2 separate regions of the Anas platyrhynchos genome follow, and region 1 is linked to region 2. A link is a contact called in public Hi-C data. All regions are on one chromosome and are shown on one strand. The core of a region is the stretch at or near the end of the contact, and the rest is flanking DNA. Distances in the headings are between cores, read along the strand shown.

Region 1 (3,448 bases), core at 579-3,078, 97 kb after region 2:
CTTCAGCAGCCCTTGGTCGTCAAGAAGTGAAAAGTGGCAAATTAAGGAAATAGAGACCGAGTGAGGGCATGATTTCCATACCTATCAACCTGGCAGGAATGTGTACGGGTATATAGAGGGAATGTCTTCATACACACTAAGCTGATCTTAACCTGTAAGGATCATGAAATGCTTCCTGGCGTTGCCAAAGATGAGGAGAGGGCATACAGCTGGCAAGTCTCTTTGCCCTTCCCCAAGGTGATGGGAGTTTTATTTTCAGTAACAAAGGGAGATTCAGCAAACCGAAATAGGGGCTGGTTGGAGGAAGCCAGTTTCATACAGGAAAGCCCAGAGCTAGACATCGAACATGTGAATTCTATTTTTAAAAAGCAACAACATCAAAAAAAAAAAAAAAAAAGTCAACGTAAGATCTTGACATGTTTCAGGAGATTGCAAAAACAGCAGCTCGAGGCACGAAACCACAGAAAATGATTCAGGCTACCAGGACACCATTTGCCCATGTTCCAGAAAAAAAAAATAAAGAAAAAAAGATAAAAGTAATCTGGGATTTTGTTTAAGCTAGCAGAGAGCCTCCAAGCATTGATATGTGTCTAAGTAATACCAAGCACACGCTATTGACCACCTGATTAGGACGGTGAAATGAAATACAGTTGGAGGAGTTGGAGAGGTTGTCGGGGGAGAAAACATAATAATAACGGGAGATATTACCCCCATGTCAAAGAATGATGCAAAGACGGTATTTTTAGCCATCAACAGTTCTTAGAACGACCACTCAGAGGAGCCAAGTGGAGGATGAAGTCCTGAGTTAGTCATGAGGAGTGCACCGGGGGGAGAGTCTGAAATGGAAGAGCGAATGATAACGCGTAGGGAACACAATGTGCTCAAATTCATTACTGCAGGGAGGAAAAATTAAGAAAAAAAAGTACATTGCAGTGCGATGTAACTTCAAAAAGGGAGAGGAGTCCACCCTTCTTCAAAAGGGAACAAGGGCAAACTTCAGGAAAGTAATTAAGAATTTGAAAGCAGCTGAGGAAGGGACAAAGTGCTCGCGAGTGACACGGAGTCCCTGTGTTTAAAGCTTTAAATATGCCGTCAGTCAAAATATGCTAACCAACAAAAATCTCCAAATATGGCACAGTCAAACAGCTCAGCAAGGACGACATCGAGAAGTAAAAAGACATCCTTCAAGAAGTCTGTCATGGCCACAGATAAAACACAGAAAATCCCAAATTCTGACAAGTTAAAAAAAAAAACAACGAACCGCCACACATTTAGGCCAGCCAAAATCGCTTTTGAACAGCAGCTTGCTAAAAACACAAAGATTACTAATAAAAACATGTTTTAGACAGTAGGAGGAAGCCTACAGGGAGCTGAGGGCCCTACAGCAGGCTGGGAGGGAAGAAGAGCCAAGAAAAGCGACTTTACCAGAGCCTCCAATTCCCAAACGCCGCTGTGCACGCTCAGAGATTTTTTGCAATATTACAGTGCCTCGCAGGCAGCTGTGGTTTAACAGGAACGGGTCGATGAACGATTCCTCCCGAGGTTTGGGACCAGCCTCAGCCCGTTATGTGCCTCCCAGCAGGCTGAAGGAAACGCCGCTCAAACAAGGCGGTGACCGACGGCTTCAGGCCAGATTTCGGTCCCGATAAACCCGCGGCCGCCTCGTGAACAGATGATGGAGGTGAATAGTCAAATGGGGAGCGCCACGGTCCGAGGACTTAGCCACTAGTCAAAGCACCACGCAGGAGAGATTAAGCGAACAGCTGCCCACGGCAGCGAGTGGTGCTGGCTGCTCTCACCTCTTCCCCCGGTTGCTATCGGCACTCAGGGACCCTGTCCTGCCCTGACCCGTTCCCTTTATCCAGGCCATGGATAGCATCGCCGTCTCCGGAGCCTGCCTCCGGCCGCACCCGGAGGACACTGATTTATTCATTTTCCCCCGGTGGCAGCCACAATCCGTGAGCAGCCACATCCTGCAGGTCCCTTTGCTCCTGCCAGACACGAGGTAGCAATTGTGGGCTTGAAAATGGAACAAAGTGGGGAAAACAGAACAAAATGGAACAAAACCCGACTGGCTGCCAGGCTTCAGAGCCTGGAAAAGCCCGAGCTGCATGGCTGGAGCTGTTAAATTCGGTTTCGGAGTTGTTTGGGGTTTTATTATTACCATTATTTTAAGCCTCTGCAGCGTTGTCCTAGTAAACACATCATTTGGAAAACCCTTGGTCCCCGGGGGCTCGCAGGACGGCCTCTTTATTTAGGGACGATCCCCAACAGTCTCTAGGTAACAGAAGCATTTGCCGCTCCTTCTCCACATCCTTCCTGCCTCTAAAAATAAGCCGTGTGAAGAAGCAGCTCCCGATGCTCGCCAGCTCACCTGGGAGCAGGGCTTGGTACGACACGCCGCCTCACAGCCTCGTGGCTCCCCCGTGCCCTTCGCCTCGCAGCTGACCTCACACAGCGCCGTGCGGGTCTCCCTGGAGTTGCACCAGGAAGCCTTAAGCCCGTTTGTCCTGGCAGCCTGATCTCCTAGGGCTCAATTGCTGCTGCGAGGGCATGAAAGGGGTGACATGGATAAGATGTGGCCTGAGAAAGGGCAGTAAAAAGGGCCCCACGCGGGTATTCTCGGGGCTGGCTGCACACCAGACGCGGCCTTGAGCATCCACTGCGCTGTCTCTAAGGCTACGAGGAGAATAAAGAGCAGAAATTGTGCAATTACAGCAGCCTTTAATTTCCCACTGAATGCCAGGCAATAAGCAGCAGCGGAAAAAAGCAGGGCTCAGGTATCCTCCGACAAGAGAGGAGGCAAATTTCCGAATCGATTGGCTGCGAAGTAAAACACGACGATGTCAGATGTGGCTTCAGAGGGTGGCGAGGGTGCTCTGCCAGCCCCGCAGCCGTGGGCTTTGTTCTGCTGCCAAAACGGTGATAGTGGGAAGGCAGGGAGCGACCAGAGACCTAGAGAAACGGGAATAGGGCAGCAGAAATGATGTCCGAGCTGGAAGTAAAAGTTTGGCTGGGGTGTAACTGGGGCGCGAAACCACGAGTCAGCTAGCTGGGATTCCTCCTGAATCCGTAGCATCGCCTGAGCCCAGCCACAGGGTGAAATATAACAGCAGAAAGGGCAGGCCTGGGAACCTGGGAAGAAGAAATTAGGATGTTTGCTATAAACTGGTGAAATGGAAGCACCGAAGGAATAAAAAGACCTGGCTGTGCTGAAGGATGAACGCGAAGCGGCAGCGTGATGCTTCTGTGCAAGAGGAATGGCACGATGCGAGGATGCATCAGACAAGTTATTTTTAGCAGAGACAGAAAACATTATTGCCATTGCGCAAGGCATTGTGAGACTTCTTCCAGCACATCCCCGCAGCTCTGCAGCCGGAAAGGATAAATTTCCACTGCGCAGAAAGAGCCTGTTTGGGTCCGGAGACAAACAAGCGGCAGCTGATGC
Region 2 (3,433 bases), core at 145-2,644:
AGGGCTGGTGTGCAAGGGGCTGCTGTCACAGCGCAGGGTCCCCAGCAGCCTGCCCCGTGCACGGGCTGTGCACATGCATATGCATGCCACCCCCTCACACCCCTGCTCCGTCTCGCACCCCCCTCCTCTCCCCACATCCTCCTCTCTCGCACTTGCCTTGCGAGTGCTTGCGGCCGCCCACGCTGGCGGCGGGTGTGTAAAGGCAGCACATGTCTGCCTCACACACACTGCCGGGGAGCTGCCCCCGGGGACCCCCGTGTGGGGCCCGTGGGTGTGCAAATGCGTGTGCGTCCCGGCTCCCCGGCAGCCGGGGGGGTCCTGAGATCCCTGTGGGTGCAGGGAGGGAGGTGATGCTGGGGTGCTCCTGCAGCCCAAAGCCCATGGGGGGCTCGGCGCAGAAGTGGGAGGGCAGAGGGTGCTCCTCGGCCACCCCAAGGTGCTGCCCTCCTCCCTGCAGCTACCTGGATGGAAACCAGTTCACACAGGTGCCGGGGCAGCTCTCCACCTTCAAGTACCTGCAGCTTGTGTAAGTAGCCAGGGGCAGGAGCCCCAGCAGGCTGTCCCCGTGCCGTGCCACCGCCAGGAGGGCAGGGATGTGCGCGGGGACCCGGTGCTCTGCCCACCACATGGGGACACGGCTGGCTGGGAGCACCCCAGCACCCTACGGACATCGGAGCCGTGCGGGTGGGTGGGCAGCCGGCGGGGACGAGGCAGGGCTGGCCCCAGCCCCTGGGCTCTGTGTTTTGCAGCGACCTGAGCAACAACAGGATCAGCTCCCTCAGCAACTCCTCCTTCACCAACATGAGCCAGCTCACCACCCTGTAAGTGCGCTCCCCGGGCTGCGGGGGGATGTCCCTAGGGGACCCCAAAAGTGCTGGGGGACGCCGGGATCTCCCCCTCCACCTGGATAAAGGGGTGGCTGAGCTGCTGGGAGTGCTGGGGGGCAGGACGTGGGGTGGCTGGCGTGCAGCTCGCAGCGGCTTCTCGTGGTGCCCGCCATGCTGTGTGGCCTCCTCCTTCCCTTGCGCAGGATCCTGAGCTACAACTCCCTGCAGTGCATCCCACCGCTGGCCTTCGAGGGGCTGCGCTCCCTGCGCCTGCTGTAAGTGCCTGCCCCAGCCCTGCTCGCCGCCCCGCGCTGTCCCCACGTCCCCCTGTCACTCGCAGGGGACCCGGAGGCGCTGGGATCACGGGGCCCCCTGCTCTCCGCAGGTCTCTCCACGGCAATGACATCTCCAGCCTCCCCGAGGGCATCTTCGCGGACGTCACCTCCCTGTCCCACCTGTGAGTGTCTCCTGCTGAACGCAGGCTTGGGAAACCTGCAAAAGGGCTGTCTAGGGGTCGTGCTGCTTCCCTTTCCCTTTGGGCTGGTGCTGGGGGCAGTATTTGCAGGGTGTACCAGCGCTGTGCCAGCCCTCCCCGCACTGCGAGCCCTGGTCCAGGCGTGCTCGTGCCACATCTGCTGTGCCGTGGCAATGTGTTTGCCGCTCTCTGTGCCAGCAGCTGGTCCTGCTCCAGATTGCAGGAGCTGCTCCTGCGGATGCTGAGAGCATCTCAGTGCCTGGGATGCCCTCAGGAAGACCCCCTGCCCTCGCCACCCCTTCCCCTCTGCCTTTCCCTCCTCCTCGCCGTCCGCCTGCAGCCACAGCCCTGCACAGCCCCGCTGCCGCCGGCTCGTGCCGCTGCTGCCTCCTCAAGGCCTGGCACCTCTCCTGAGCACAGCGTGCACCGTCCCCACCGCCTCGTGCCTGCCCTGCTTCTCTGCCCCCACTGCTTGCCCCTGCTGCAGCGCTGGGAGATTTTCCCCTGCTTTTTCCAGGCGTGGCAGACGAAGTGCCCTTCCCTGCAGCGGGATGGGGGCTCAGGGTGTTTTAGCACAAGGAGCAGGGACATGGGCTGGGGGGGAGGCACCGCAGCCCTCGGGACCCCCAGCTTTGCCCTTGCTTCCCCCGCAGAGCCATCGGGGCCAACCCCCTGTACTGCAGCTGCAACCTGCGCTGGCTCTCCAGCTGGGTCAAGACCGGGTACAAGGAGCCGGGCATCGCCCGCTGCGCCGGGCCCCCCGACATGGAAGGGAAGCTGCTGCTCACCACCCCCGCCAAGAAGTTTGAGTGCCAGGGTGAGCAGCGCCTGGGCTGCCTGCCTGTCTGTCTGTCTGTCTGTCCATCCGTGCCCTCCGTGGGCGAGCCGGGCTGCCTCCTGCTCCGTGCACGGCAGCGATGCGCCGTGGGCACGAGGGACACCGGCACGGGGAGGATTTCATCAGATACGGCTGCTTCTGTCCCCTTGCTGGGGGCAAATCCCTGGTGACCAACCAAGCACGGCCACATCCCCGCTTCCCTCCCCGCAGGGCCCCCAGCCCTGAGCATCCAGGCCAAGTGCAACCCCTGCCTCTCCAGCCCCTGCCAGAACCAGGGCACCTGCCACAACGACCCGCTCGGCTCCTACCGCTGCGCCTGCCCCGCCGGCTACAAGGTAGCATGGTCCTGGGGTCCCCAGCTGGGGGCTCACGTCCCTGCGCCATGTGGGGTCACAGCACAGGGGCTCTGCACGCCCGCAGCAGCCGGGGGGGGACAGGGCGCGGTGCCACGGCCCCCTCCTCGCTCCCACTGCTCCCTCTGTTCCCAGGGCAGGGACTGCGAGGTGGCTCTCGACGGCTGCTCCTCCAAACCCTGTGCCAACGGCGGCACCTGCCAGCCCCAGGAGGGGGAAGGAGCCGGGTTCAGGTGAGTGCAGGATGGGGTGACCTTAAAATTTGGGTGTTGGGGCAGCGGCATGGAGCTCCAGCAGCCCAGGGACATGCAAGGTGCTTCCTTCCCATCTCCTGGAGACCCGGCACCTCTGTCCCTCTGCTGGGCACTGTTTGCAGCCGTGGCACAGGGCAGGATGTGGCCCTGGTCCCGCAGCCGTGCCCCTGCCTAACCCTTGCTACCCCGAATGCTTGAGGCTGTTCTGGGAACTGGGGTACAATTAGCAGCCGAAAATAGCCACCGGGCTGCAGGTGGAGGAGAGCCGTGCAGCCTCCCGGCCTCCCGTGCTAAATGGCCTCTCTCAGCCCATTGTCTTGGCAACTCAGCATCCTCACCAAGCTCCCGGCCGGGCTGCACCACGCCGCTCCCTGGGCAGCTGCAGGGCAGGGGTGCGCAGGACCCTGCTCCCCAGAGCCCCCGTGTGCACGCGTGCTCTGTGCCAAGGTTGTGTGCTGGTGGTTTTGGGGGGATCACCCCCAAAAATGCTGGTTTCTGCCTTGTAGGTGCCTGTGTGCAGCGGGTTTTGAGGGCCCGAGCTGCCACGCCATCAGTGACCCCTGCAAGGAGCACAGCTGTGAGAACGGGGGCTCCTGCGTGCCCGGGGCCACCAACTACACCTGCCTGTGCCCTGCCCACTACACAGGTAACTGGTGTGGGAGCCGGCTGGCCCCACGGCCTCACCA

What was found. A called contact is a pair of places that touch in the nucleus more often than the background predicts.
Region 1: a Hi-C map of liver shows a contact between it and region 2, with 6 times the contacts expected there. The contact joins two enhancer-like sites. A contact is called at or near these places in 2 of 8 Hi-C or Micro-C datasets (F1 follicle and liver).

The regions. Positions count from the first base shown.
Region 1 is chr6:27,058,268-27,061,715 of IASCAAS_PekinDuck_T2T, forward strand. No RefSeq gene overlaps it. Among named protein-coding and RNA genes, the nearest start is that of LCOR, 8.5 kb to the left of the region's middle. Within about 2 kb of position 1,829, at least 2 of the 8 cell types and tissues checked have an H3K27ac peak or open chromatin away from gene starts, as enhancers often do.
Region 2 is chr6:26,961,332-26,964,764 of IASCAAS_PekinDuck_T2T, forward strand. SLIT1 (slit guidance ligand 1) reads left to right here. Exons shown (of 37, transcript XM_038181014.2): 22 at 458-526; 23 at 750-821; 24 at 1,031-1,102; 25 at 1,213-1,284; 26 at 1,956-2,119; 27 at 2,351-2,475; 28 at 2,629-2,726; 29 at 3,254-3,393. Among named protein-coding and RNA genes, the nearest start is that of SLIT1, 36 kb to the left of the region's middle. Within about 2 kb of position 1,395, at least 1 of the 8 cell types and tissues checked has an H3K27ac peak or open chromatin away from gene starts, as enhancers often do.